Regions from separate parts of the Zea mays genome. Here region 1 is linked to region 2. Evidence: chromatin contacts called from public Hi-C data. All regions are on one chromosome and are shown on one strand. Each heading gives the region's core, a stretch centred on a gene start, on an enhancer-like site or on the middle of the called end of the contact. The rest is flanking DNA. Distances are from core to core; before and after follow the strand shown.

The links. A called contact is a pair of places that touch in the nucleus more often than the background predicts.
Region 1: a contact with region 2 is called in a Hi-C map of leaf, with 6 times the contacts expected there. The contact joins the promoter of LOC542416 here to the promoter of LOC103643778 in region 2. A contact is called at or near these places in 2 of 25 Hi-C or Micro-C datasets (ear and leaf).

What each region holds. Positions count from the first base shown.
Region 1 is chr1:265,076,942-265,082,421 of Zm-B73-REFERENCE-NAM-5.0, reverse strand. It overlaps LOC542416 (beta tubulin 3), which reads left to right and starts at 2,412. Exons shown (of 3, transcript NM_001111986.1): 1 at 2,412-2,914; 2 at 4,867-5,136; 3 at 5,241-5,480. The coding sequence starts at 2,521.
Region 2 is chr1:264,926,192-264,931,046 of Zm-B73-REFERENCE-NAM-5.0, reverse strand. It overlaps LOC103643778 (type IV inositol polyphosphate 5-phosphatase 7), which reads left to right and starts at 3,545. Exons shown (of 13, transcript XR_561296.4): 1 at 3,545-4,543; 2 at 4,643-4,730.

The DNA of each region.
Region 1 (5,480 bases), core at 1,163-3,662, 150 kb before region 2:
GCTTGTAGTTGTGTTTATATTTGTAAATTTCAGTTTCGCCCTATTCACCCCCCCCCCCTCTAGGCGACTATCACATGGCTATAGGCATCGACCTCCACGCAAAGCAGAAAAGGGGAGACAACGGTAAAGTACACATAGTGCACATGGTCGGACAATTTGATCAATTGCTCTCTAAATATGCTAGCAAAAAGGCTGCTCTACACGATCGACCAACAAAGAAACCCCGCTCACCCGATAAAACAAAACGGCCGAATAAAATAGCCCAAAACGCGACGCAACAAGTGTCGCCTATTCATCCAGTGATGCCAAGATACTTTCTACCCGTCTACTCATCATTGATTTGTTATCCTGTTCAAATATGGAATAGTATGATGATGAACTTGTGGTACATATATAGTCCTTTTGCCTATTCAGGCTGGGGGACACCTCCATTCTATACCTTTTGATCCATTGATCAGATGATCATGGTCGAGAAAGATGCAATCCGAAATAGTCTTTATGCATTAGAGCTCTATTAAATGATCACCTTATTGGATTGAAAAGCCAATGACTTGCATCATGCTTAGTTCTTACTTCGGGAACAAGATAACTTATGAGATCTATTGTTTTCTGAGGAGTGCTAGCAGTACATATGCTTTTGATTCGTCAACATCCACCAAAATGAGGGGGACATATGCACCAAAATGACCACCGAACGGTCCGTGGTGGTGACGCGGACGGTCCACGCATACATAGAATCAGTTAGGGTTTAAGGTTTCTAGCGGGATTTGTTAGCAAAACCTACAGGGTTAACTTGATAATCGACTTGTACCGGGTTCAGACCTCCCCCTTTATATAGATGAAAGGCTACGACCGATTGAACCCCCATAATCGATCCAATAGCAAATTACCTTTTTGTATTGTTCTTCCATTCCCTAGGATTAGAGGTAATCTAGGCTTAGTTTAGCTCTAGTTTAGTCTTTCACAACCATCTCTATTCGACTTTACGCCAATTAGGGACGTCCCGAGTGGCCTACCGACCTCGGAGCAACCCCTAAAACTCTTTCTACCTAGAGGTGAGTTCTAGGGTTCTTCACGGAGAAGAAGACCCTGCGCCATCGCGGAAAGTCCGGCCCTAGGCGCGGATCGTCCGAGCGTACGCACGGAAGGAGCCGCTCCTGTGCGCAGGTCGTGAACTGTCCGACCAGGGCCGCAGACCGTCCACGCCTCCGCCGAGAACACCGTCATGTGGTTCACTCCAAGTGTTTGGTGTTCAGATCGACGCCAACATGTGCATTTTCCATAAATGTGGTAAAAAGTAGAGGAGCTTGGTAAAAAAATACAACCAACATTTTAAAAATGAAGGTTGTGTCGACAGATAGAAATTTTTATGTTATCATCTTGAATTGTGAGCGTTTCTATTTTAGTTGTAACAGTAATTGTCGGTTGTTTCTCATGTAAGTTTATTACTCTCTTCATTCTTTTTTATTTGTCGCGTTTTAGTTTAAAAATAAACTAGCGGGCGGTAAATAGTGGAAAATGTTTGGTTGCCAATTAAAATCGTGTGTTTTATCTTGGGTTAACAGTAGCAAGCTGGAAACGTTAATTTGCATTCAAGTGCGCATTTCGTACTCGTATTTTTTATCTGGCATTCTGGCTGGAAACGAATAACTACGAATGGAAAATACCCATTGCGAGGAGTGTGAACGTGAAATGGTTGGACTCTTGCTGATTTACCTTTTCCATCTACAGATTTTGAAGCATTGTCGTTGGGCTGTCTTGAGATTTTGGAAAGTTTTAGTTTTAGATTGAGTTCGAAAACTATCTTCCTTTCTTTTGTGTGACCTATTGTGAGTTTGTGTAATTCTAATTTTGAGGTGAACTATAGCAATACGAAAATTGTATTCTTCTTCATTCGACGCACAAACCAAAAGTTGATTGCACATATATTTGAAAAGATGATCATATATTTGCAAAAGTGTGCTGAGAATCGCATCAGTCTCCAATTATTTGGTGGTGACCCACACCATGTAGGAAAAAAAATAAGCAGGTACAAAGAGGACGGCCCAACGTTGGCGTACCCCACCTGCAGCTCTCTGTTGGCCCCACCTCCAGGCACCATGTCTACCGTCTACTCCCCCCAGTCTTGTACGTATATTCCACGCACCTGGTCCACGGCTCCACGATTATGAACTGATTAACTGAAGCACAGGCACAGCTTTCACTTGCGGTTCCAGCGACGCGGAATGGAAACCGCAGCAGCAGCAAAACTGTAGATACACCTGGTCCATGCACAACCGACGTGGGAAGACGAGCTACAGGGACCGACAGGTGGACCCATACGACGTTCGAATCCCTCCAAAACGGGGGTGGCCACCTTGCCAATATAACTGACCGCCCCCCACGACGCCCTCCGTCCCACCCGCTTCGCTTCTCCCTCGGCCTCGCTCGATCGCTCCCACGCCCTCGCGCCCCCTCCACAAACCACCACCACCCAAGACCGCAGCGCAGGGCGCGAGAGGGATCGGCAGGTCGGGCAAGATGAGGGAGATCCTGCACATCCAAGGCGGCCAGTGCGGCAACCAGATCGGCGCCAAGTTCTGGGAGGTCATCTGCGGCGAGCACGGCGTCGACTCCACGGGATGCTACTCGGGTGTCTCCCCGCAGCAGCTCGAGCGGATCAACGTCTACTACAACGAGGCCGGGGGCGGCCGCTACGTGCCCCGCGCCGTGCTCATGGACCTGGAGCCCGGCACCATGGAGTCCATCCGCGCTGGCCCCTTCGGCGGCATCTTCCGCCCCGACAACTTCGTCTACGGCCAGTCCGGCGCCGGGAACAACTGGGCCAAGGGCCACTACACCGAGGGCGCCGAGCTCATCGACTCCGTCCTCGACGTCGTGCGCAAGGAGGCCGAGAACTGCGACTGCCTCCAAGGTATGCACCCTACGCGTCACTTCCACGCTAGGCTAGCTGTTGGTTTCGTCGATCTCGTGTTTCCTCAATCGATCGGTCGTGCTCTGTTTCGATCGTCAACTCTGCCCCTCATGTTATTGCCTGCTTCTGTCTCATAAATCAGATCGGGCATTTGAGCGTCGGGGAAAGAGGACACAAATGCAGAGAACACTGATTTTGGCCCAAATTTGGCACAACAGTGTTAGAATTTGTCACGTAAATTGTAAATCTGCGATCAACCTGCATTTCTGCCTCTAATAGGCATAGTGGGATGCACGCGGTTGCTGGATGGATGGATCAATGCTTGATCCTTGTGCTTTCGTGAGGACAGGAATAGCACGATATTATAGCACCCGACAGGAGAAATTAGTTGCATTATAAATGAAAGAAACAAATATGCCAGCTTAGCAGCATGTACAGGGAGGCCTTCATAGGTAGCAGATCGTCCAGTACAGTTGGTGCCAATTTGGTGAATTTGAATTCTTGAATTAAACAGATTCAGGGAACGTAACCTATTTGAATATTGAGGCCATTCATTGCAAAAGGAAAGAACTTATAATAATTTCCTTGAAATCCAAACAATGCCTCATTTACTGGCAGTATAAATTGAAAGACAACATCATTTTTCACTGCTAAAAGAACTACCATTTTCCTTTCCTGATCATCCTTACTGCAGTAGTATTGTTGAATTGATACTCCCATTGTCCCACAAGTTGCATTCACTTTCCGATTTCCGTTGAGATGGTTTAGAACTCATTTCCATTCATCTTGGATGCTTATGTTCAGTTGAATGAAATTACTGAAATTTTGTGATAAGTAAGCCACGTAAGATAGTTTTCTAATTATTTGCTAGACACACTCACGGACTTAATAATTGCAGATTTGAAATAAAAACTTGTTGATACACAACATTCATAATATTAGATGAGCTCTGTCAGTTGACATTTACATTTCTGTGTGTTGGCGTAGCTAGTTTTTAACCAAAAGTAATCATGAGGTTATTACTTAATAGTTCTCACTCGCACACTGCAGTTCTGGAAAGAATGTACATTAGGCCTGTATCACCTGGTGCCCAGTTTTTCTTTGCAATCTGTGCTGCAACTTTGCTAGTGGTCTGTATCTGCGCTAATAAAAAAAAGTGAACATATGTGCCCCGTTTGTGAATGTTAGTTTCATTGCTAGCTGAACATATGTGAACGTTAGTTTTACTGAACAGCAAAATATCACTAATTGCTGCCTATAAATTTACACTTTTGTTTTCTAGACTAGAGATGTGGGTTTCAGTAATTTCAGGTACCAAATGACCTGGTTTGTCGGTCAGAAACCAGTTTCCAGTATTGAAGCATGTTACATCACATGTCAACGTCTTCTCGAGCCGGTGAAAGTTCTTGAGATTATCGCAATTATACACTGCTAATGGTATTATCATGCTCTGATTGATGACAACGCTCTACGACCTACCCAAATAAAAAAAACAAGTATCTAGATCTGCTGTTACTGTAACAGTGTCGGTGGTGGTTGCAGCGAATGAGACACTGAGACAAGCTGTGCCCAGTGGGCAGGTGGTTGGGAGGATTACTCATGTTGCTTACTTGCTTAGTGTATATACTTGCATGATTGATTGCATTTAGACGTACATGAGGTGAAATGGATTTTAGCGCATCTAATCAAAGCAGCATAAAAAAAAGTCAGTTATACAATGCACAACTTGGCGCTCTGTATGATTCACTGAGACCAAGTTTCGTGTGGTTTCATGCCTTTTCGGCGGACTTTGTACATGGACGGATGGACCGAAGAAAACTTTGTTGATGCCTAACAGCCCAAAAAGTCTGAACCATATAGCATAACTCTTGACTCTATGATCACTCTCACAGGTCACAGCGTCTCCAGAACTGAAACTGTCTGACACTGACATCGCCTCGCATATTTGACAGGGTTCCAAGTATGCCACTCCCTGGGTGGCGGCACTGGTTCTGGCATGGGCACGCTGCTCATCTCCAAGATCCGGGAGGAGTACCCAGACCGCATGATGCTGACCTTCTCCGTGTTCCCGTCGCCCAAGGTGTCCGACACCGTCGTGGAGCCCTACAACGCGACGCTGTCCGTGCACCAGCTGGTGGAGAACGCCGACGAGTGCATGGTCCTTGACAACGAGGCGCTCTATGATATTTGCTTCCGCACCCTCAAGCTCACCAACCCTTCATGTAAGCATTATCTTCTCGTTGTTCGCTTTCATGCATGCCGCCAAAATGCCAGCGCGCATACAATACAATTGCCAACGGATGAATCCAAACGAATGTGCATGCAGTTGGCGACCTGAACCATCTGATCTCGGCGACCATGAGCGGCGTGACGTGCTGCCTGCGGTTCCCGGGCCAGCTGAACTCGGACCTCCGCAAGCTGGCGGTGAACCTGATCCCGTTCCCGCGGCTGCACTTCTTCATGGTGGGGTTCGCCCCGCTGACGTCGCGCGGGTCGCAGCAGTACCGCGCGCTGACGGTGCCGGAGCTGACGCAGCAGATGTGGGACGCCAAGAACATGATGTGCG
Region 2 (4,855 bases), core at 2,296-4,795:
GGTCGGGCTATACCCGACGGGCCGAATTCTGTGGCCCAGCCCGACACGGCGAACGGGCCGGGCTAGGCCCAGGCACGATTGAAGCCGGGTCGTGCCGGTGCTGGTCCGGGCCATTTTCGTGCCGTGTCGCGGACCACCCGGTGGGCCCGGCCCAGATGGACATCTATACCTGTCTTGGTTCTTTTCTTCCACGGCGAGGAAGATACTCGGAGGCAGCGGTGGGGGGCAGGCAGACCGCCAACACCGCGCCCGCGCTGGCGCTGCCCACTGTCCGTTTCAGCAAGACAGCACGCGACGGGCGCGCGAGTGCAACTAGAGATGGCACCCACAGGATATTTATATCTCATACTCATACTCACAGCACAAAAATAATCTCATCGGGTCACCCATATACACTGATGGGTATAGATTTACCTCATACACATACCCATGTTGGTATAGGTCACTCATCGGGTCACCCGTACCCACAAAAATTAAACATCTATCAAAATTTTATATTATACAAATGTCAAGTATATCCATCTAATTACTATTACAAAATTCTAGCAACATTTAACCATCCATTGAACACACCAAAGATAATTGGATAAAGTAGTAACACTAGGATAGAACTACATATCACATTACATATTCCATTACATGGTCATTAAATTATCGTTAAGCCTTCTATGACATTATGACCTAAAAGGTTGTTAAATAGTAAAAAAGATGGATGCCTAAAGTCCAGATTCATGCTTGGACTAAGTTTATATTGAATATTTTATACCCACGAGTTAACGAGTATAGGTTAAGGCGGAATGTTCTAATACCCGTTTACCCATTTGGTGAAGATTTTTGCCAAACACTTCCTTGCCTTTCTGAGTGGCGAGTCAACAGTTGTACTCAATGATTATTTTATGTACGACTAGCGTAGCTAAAGACTGAGAAAATCCTTGGCCTATTATGTGTTGGATTTAATATGAACATGAGCTATTTTATCTAGCTTAACTACATAAAATTTTAAGACCATATTAGATACTAGATGAATAATTAAGATAGTGAACTAGATGTAACTGATGACTGAATTTGTAACGGTGTCATATGTATGTATGGCTACGGTTTCCTGGTACTAACTTTACATATATGGTCCGCTATTTTAAGACCATATGTATGTATGTATCGACTATTGGGATATGGTTCCTCTGCAGTTACGTTCAGCGGATGACGTGTGGGGTTAGGACACGATCGCACCCACACGTCAACCGGCCAGCTGTAGTTACGTCCGTCGGATGACTCCGCAGGCGACTAGTGTGTATGAAGCACTAGTGTCTTGAGTCATGCATAAGTCACTTTGCCGTTTTGCCAGACATATTTATAGTCTTAGGACTAGTTTGGAAATCTCATTTTCCTAAAGGATTTTTATTTTCCCAATGAAAAATAAGCTAATTTACTTTAAAAAAATGGAAATTTATTGGGAAAATACGGTTGCCAAACTAGCCCTCAGTGCTTTTATATTCAACAAGACATTTGTGTTGTTAACAATCAGTATTATTCATTATGGTTGCCCCCGTAGCGTTTATTTGTAGGTCACGCATGTATATATATGTATTGTCATGAATTTACTACTATTTTTTTATTAAGTCAAATATAGAAAAGCCTAAATTCCTACCAATACAAAAGTATAATAGTAGACAGTTTCTTTTATTAGTGGTTTCATTGCCGCATTGAAGCCAGGTGCATCTAATTGGTTAAACTATGAGAGGTGACATGCTAAAATGATCCTATATGGTTGGCAGGGAGGCAGATATGAGCTGCTACTACACCGCACGGGAAAAATTCGGACATTTTTCTCCTGATGAAGAGAAAGTCTTTCGAGGTTACCGATAACCTATCTGGAGGCACCCTGATAAGCGTTCTTGCTGAGAAATATATGGACGGAAATACACAACTGTTAGGGCTAGTTTGGAAACCACAATTTTCCAAGGGATTTCTGTTTTCCCATGGGAAATTAATTCATTTTCCTATGGGAAAATAGAAATCCATAGGAAAATTGAGGTTCTCAAAGTAGCCCTTAAAAGATTATGGATTGCACTTGAGGCAAAATTTGGTGTTTTTTATGTTGGTAGCGAATTGCAGAATGGCTGATAATCGTTCAATAGTGGGACATGCTCATGAGATATATGCACTAGCTAGGGAACTCAATCAATTTCTCTGTGTTGCTTGGCAAGTTTGTGGCCCGTGCTATTATCACTACGTTACCATTTTTGAGAGATTTTTCTATTTCTCTAAAATATAGGAGACATAGCTTATTGGGTCTTAGTAGTGTTTGGTTCTGGAATATGGTGGGATGAAGCCGCTTCACTCCTGGTTTGTTGTTTTTTGGATTAATTTCATATAGGACATTAGTTGTTCTAAAAAAATGCTCAAACGTTTTAAACTATCTGACTACTCAAAATCTTTCCGGATGAAGCCCCTCTCTAGCATGAAGCCGCTCTACCTCAATGCCACACGAGTGAAACTCTTGGAATCACTTGAGTTGTGTAAAGTCGGATTCAAAAAGGAACACCTACGACAATTGAATTCACGTTGTTTATGCCCAACTAAGAGCTATTTTGACAACTCTATTTTTTCAGGAAATTCTCATTTTCTCAAGAGAAAAAAACTAATCTTCCTCGGTAAAATGGAAAACTTTTGAAAAAAAACGAAGTTACCAAACTAGCCCTAAGGTTAATGAACTAACCGTGCAGCGAACTAGTACTCCTGTATTTTCGGTTGTACATGACATCGACGATATGTCCAGATACTTCCATCTAGTCATTGACCAACCAAGCACTGTTTTTTCTCCCCTCCAAGGGTACCAGTGTCCAGTGTACTACCCTGCTGCTGCTTAAAACGATCACCGTCTCCCGGTACTGTTAACAAGGAACATTCTAGAGATCCCAGAAGTCAACGATTATGAAGCTCAAAACTGGAGATTTTCTTTCGGCTTGTTGAGTTCTCAGTTGTTTGAAAGCGATTGAGTTGATTGGCCTTGAGAAGAAAAAAATACTGCATCCGTCCTATTGTACGATGAACTGTGATTTTGTACCAAGTCATACCAGTATAAGATTGTCCAAGTTTTTCAAGAGGCAAATAATAGAATACTCTCTCTGTTATGAAATAAATCAATTTAACTTAGGACCCGTATTTTTAAACAATGGATCTAAGGGTGCTCACTTGGTTCGTATTTTTTTTCAGAAGAAAACATTGAACAGACTTGGGAAGATTTTCATTTGAAACAAACTCGGAATCAGAACCACCTGTATTAGAGGACAGGGGGGAGTAGTCTATATTGTAACTGCTAGCATTATACATTTGCTAACTAGTAACAGCGGCATTGGGTGCTGCAGTGGTTCAGTAGTACTCCTACTGCCAAAGAGCTAAAACCTGTGGTGGGGTTTGCCATGATTTATACGAAAAGATCTATTAATACTAATACCAATGCCCAATTTTACAATCTGGCGATCTTGGTAGGAAGAGAAACGTTACAAAGGTCACAATCTCGCCTTGGTTTTGGAGCTAAAGAGCAAAGGTTATATTGTAGGAGGACTAGAACCGTAGAAGGGAAAAGAAAGGGGCCCAACGCCTTTGCCTTTATTCCCTTCATATATTTCTCAGCTCCTTTGCCCCCTCCCTCTCACTGCCCACTGCCGCCGCTGCTCTCCCACTCCTCTACCCTCCTCTCCTCTGCTTCTCTGCCGCCCAGCCCAGCTTGCCTTCTCGAACAGCGCGAGCGCGCAGGCGAGGAGCAGCGTGTCCGTCCGTCCTTGCACTCTCTGCAGCCTCCCTCTCTCTCTACCCCGCCCATCTCCCTCCCCAGGCCTTCAAATCCGCGGCCGCGCCACCCGCTGCGCTGCTGCCCCGGTCCTTGCATTGCTCGACTCGAGGCGCCCCAGCGCTGGTCGCCTCCGTGCCTTCCGCGGTGTTCCTGGGCGCGGCTCCTAGGCTCGCTCATTTTACTTCTGCTGCTCCTGTGCTGCCTCTTGGGGGGCGTTCCTTTACGGCCCGGAGCAGCGCCTAGCTGCTTCCGCCATTGATCCGGCAACCCCAGCTCTAGGTTTGCTTTGCTCTCGTGTGTGGTAGCGATTCTGGTGTTGGGGGGGTGCCACCAACAGTTACAGGTTGTCGCCACGCCGAGGGTGTCGTCCTGCGTTCCTTTTTTTTATCTTCTCTCCGTGATCTCTCTAGCTGCATCCTTGCCCCCCCTTCGCTCCTTGCTTTCTTCTCTGCGCTGCCTTTGGTGTGTTGCCAGATAGCTCCCGGGACTTCACCGGTTCGCTAACCGGCACCGGCCCATAGTCTGCGGACAAACAGGGGCCAGTTCGGCCTATTTCATTTCACAAAAGGGGGCAAAGATTAGGCGGCGGAATCCTGTTCTTTCCCGATTCCTTTTGGACATACTGCTCGAGAGGAAGTGAAAGCGCGCAACTTTGGAGGTTCCGAGGAGGGAGGAACACATCCCTTGCAGCTGCATGAGGAGGCAGGCATTGATACAATGAGAGATGACGGTTCAAGCAAGAACAAGGTAAGCGTGTTTCCAGATCGGCTGCTCCATCTTCTTCGTACCCACGTCTCTGTGCCCGTCTCTGATCCTGTTTCGGTCGTGATTGGTGCGCAAAAAAAGCTGTCCTGGTCCAAGACCCTTGTTAGGAAGTGGTTCAACATCAAAACAAAGGCGAAGGACTTCCATTCGGATTATGCAGCTGAGGAAGGTACATTAACATTCATCTAGCAGCACCCCACCACGTCTTTTCTCACTATCTGATTCTGATCTAACAGCTAAGAGTCTGCACATAATATTCGGCATGGTTTCTGTTATCAAACGTCTTGTTTTACC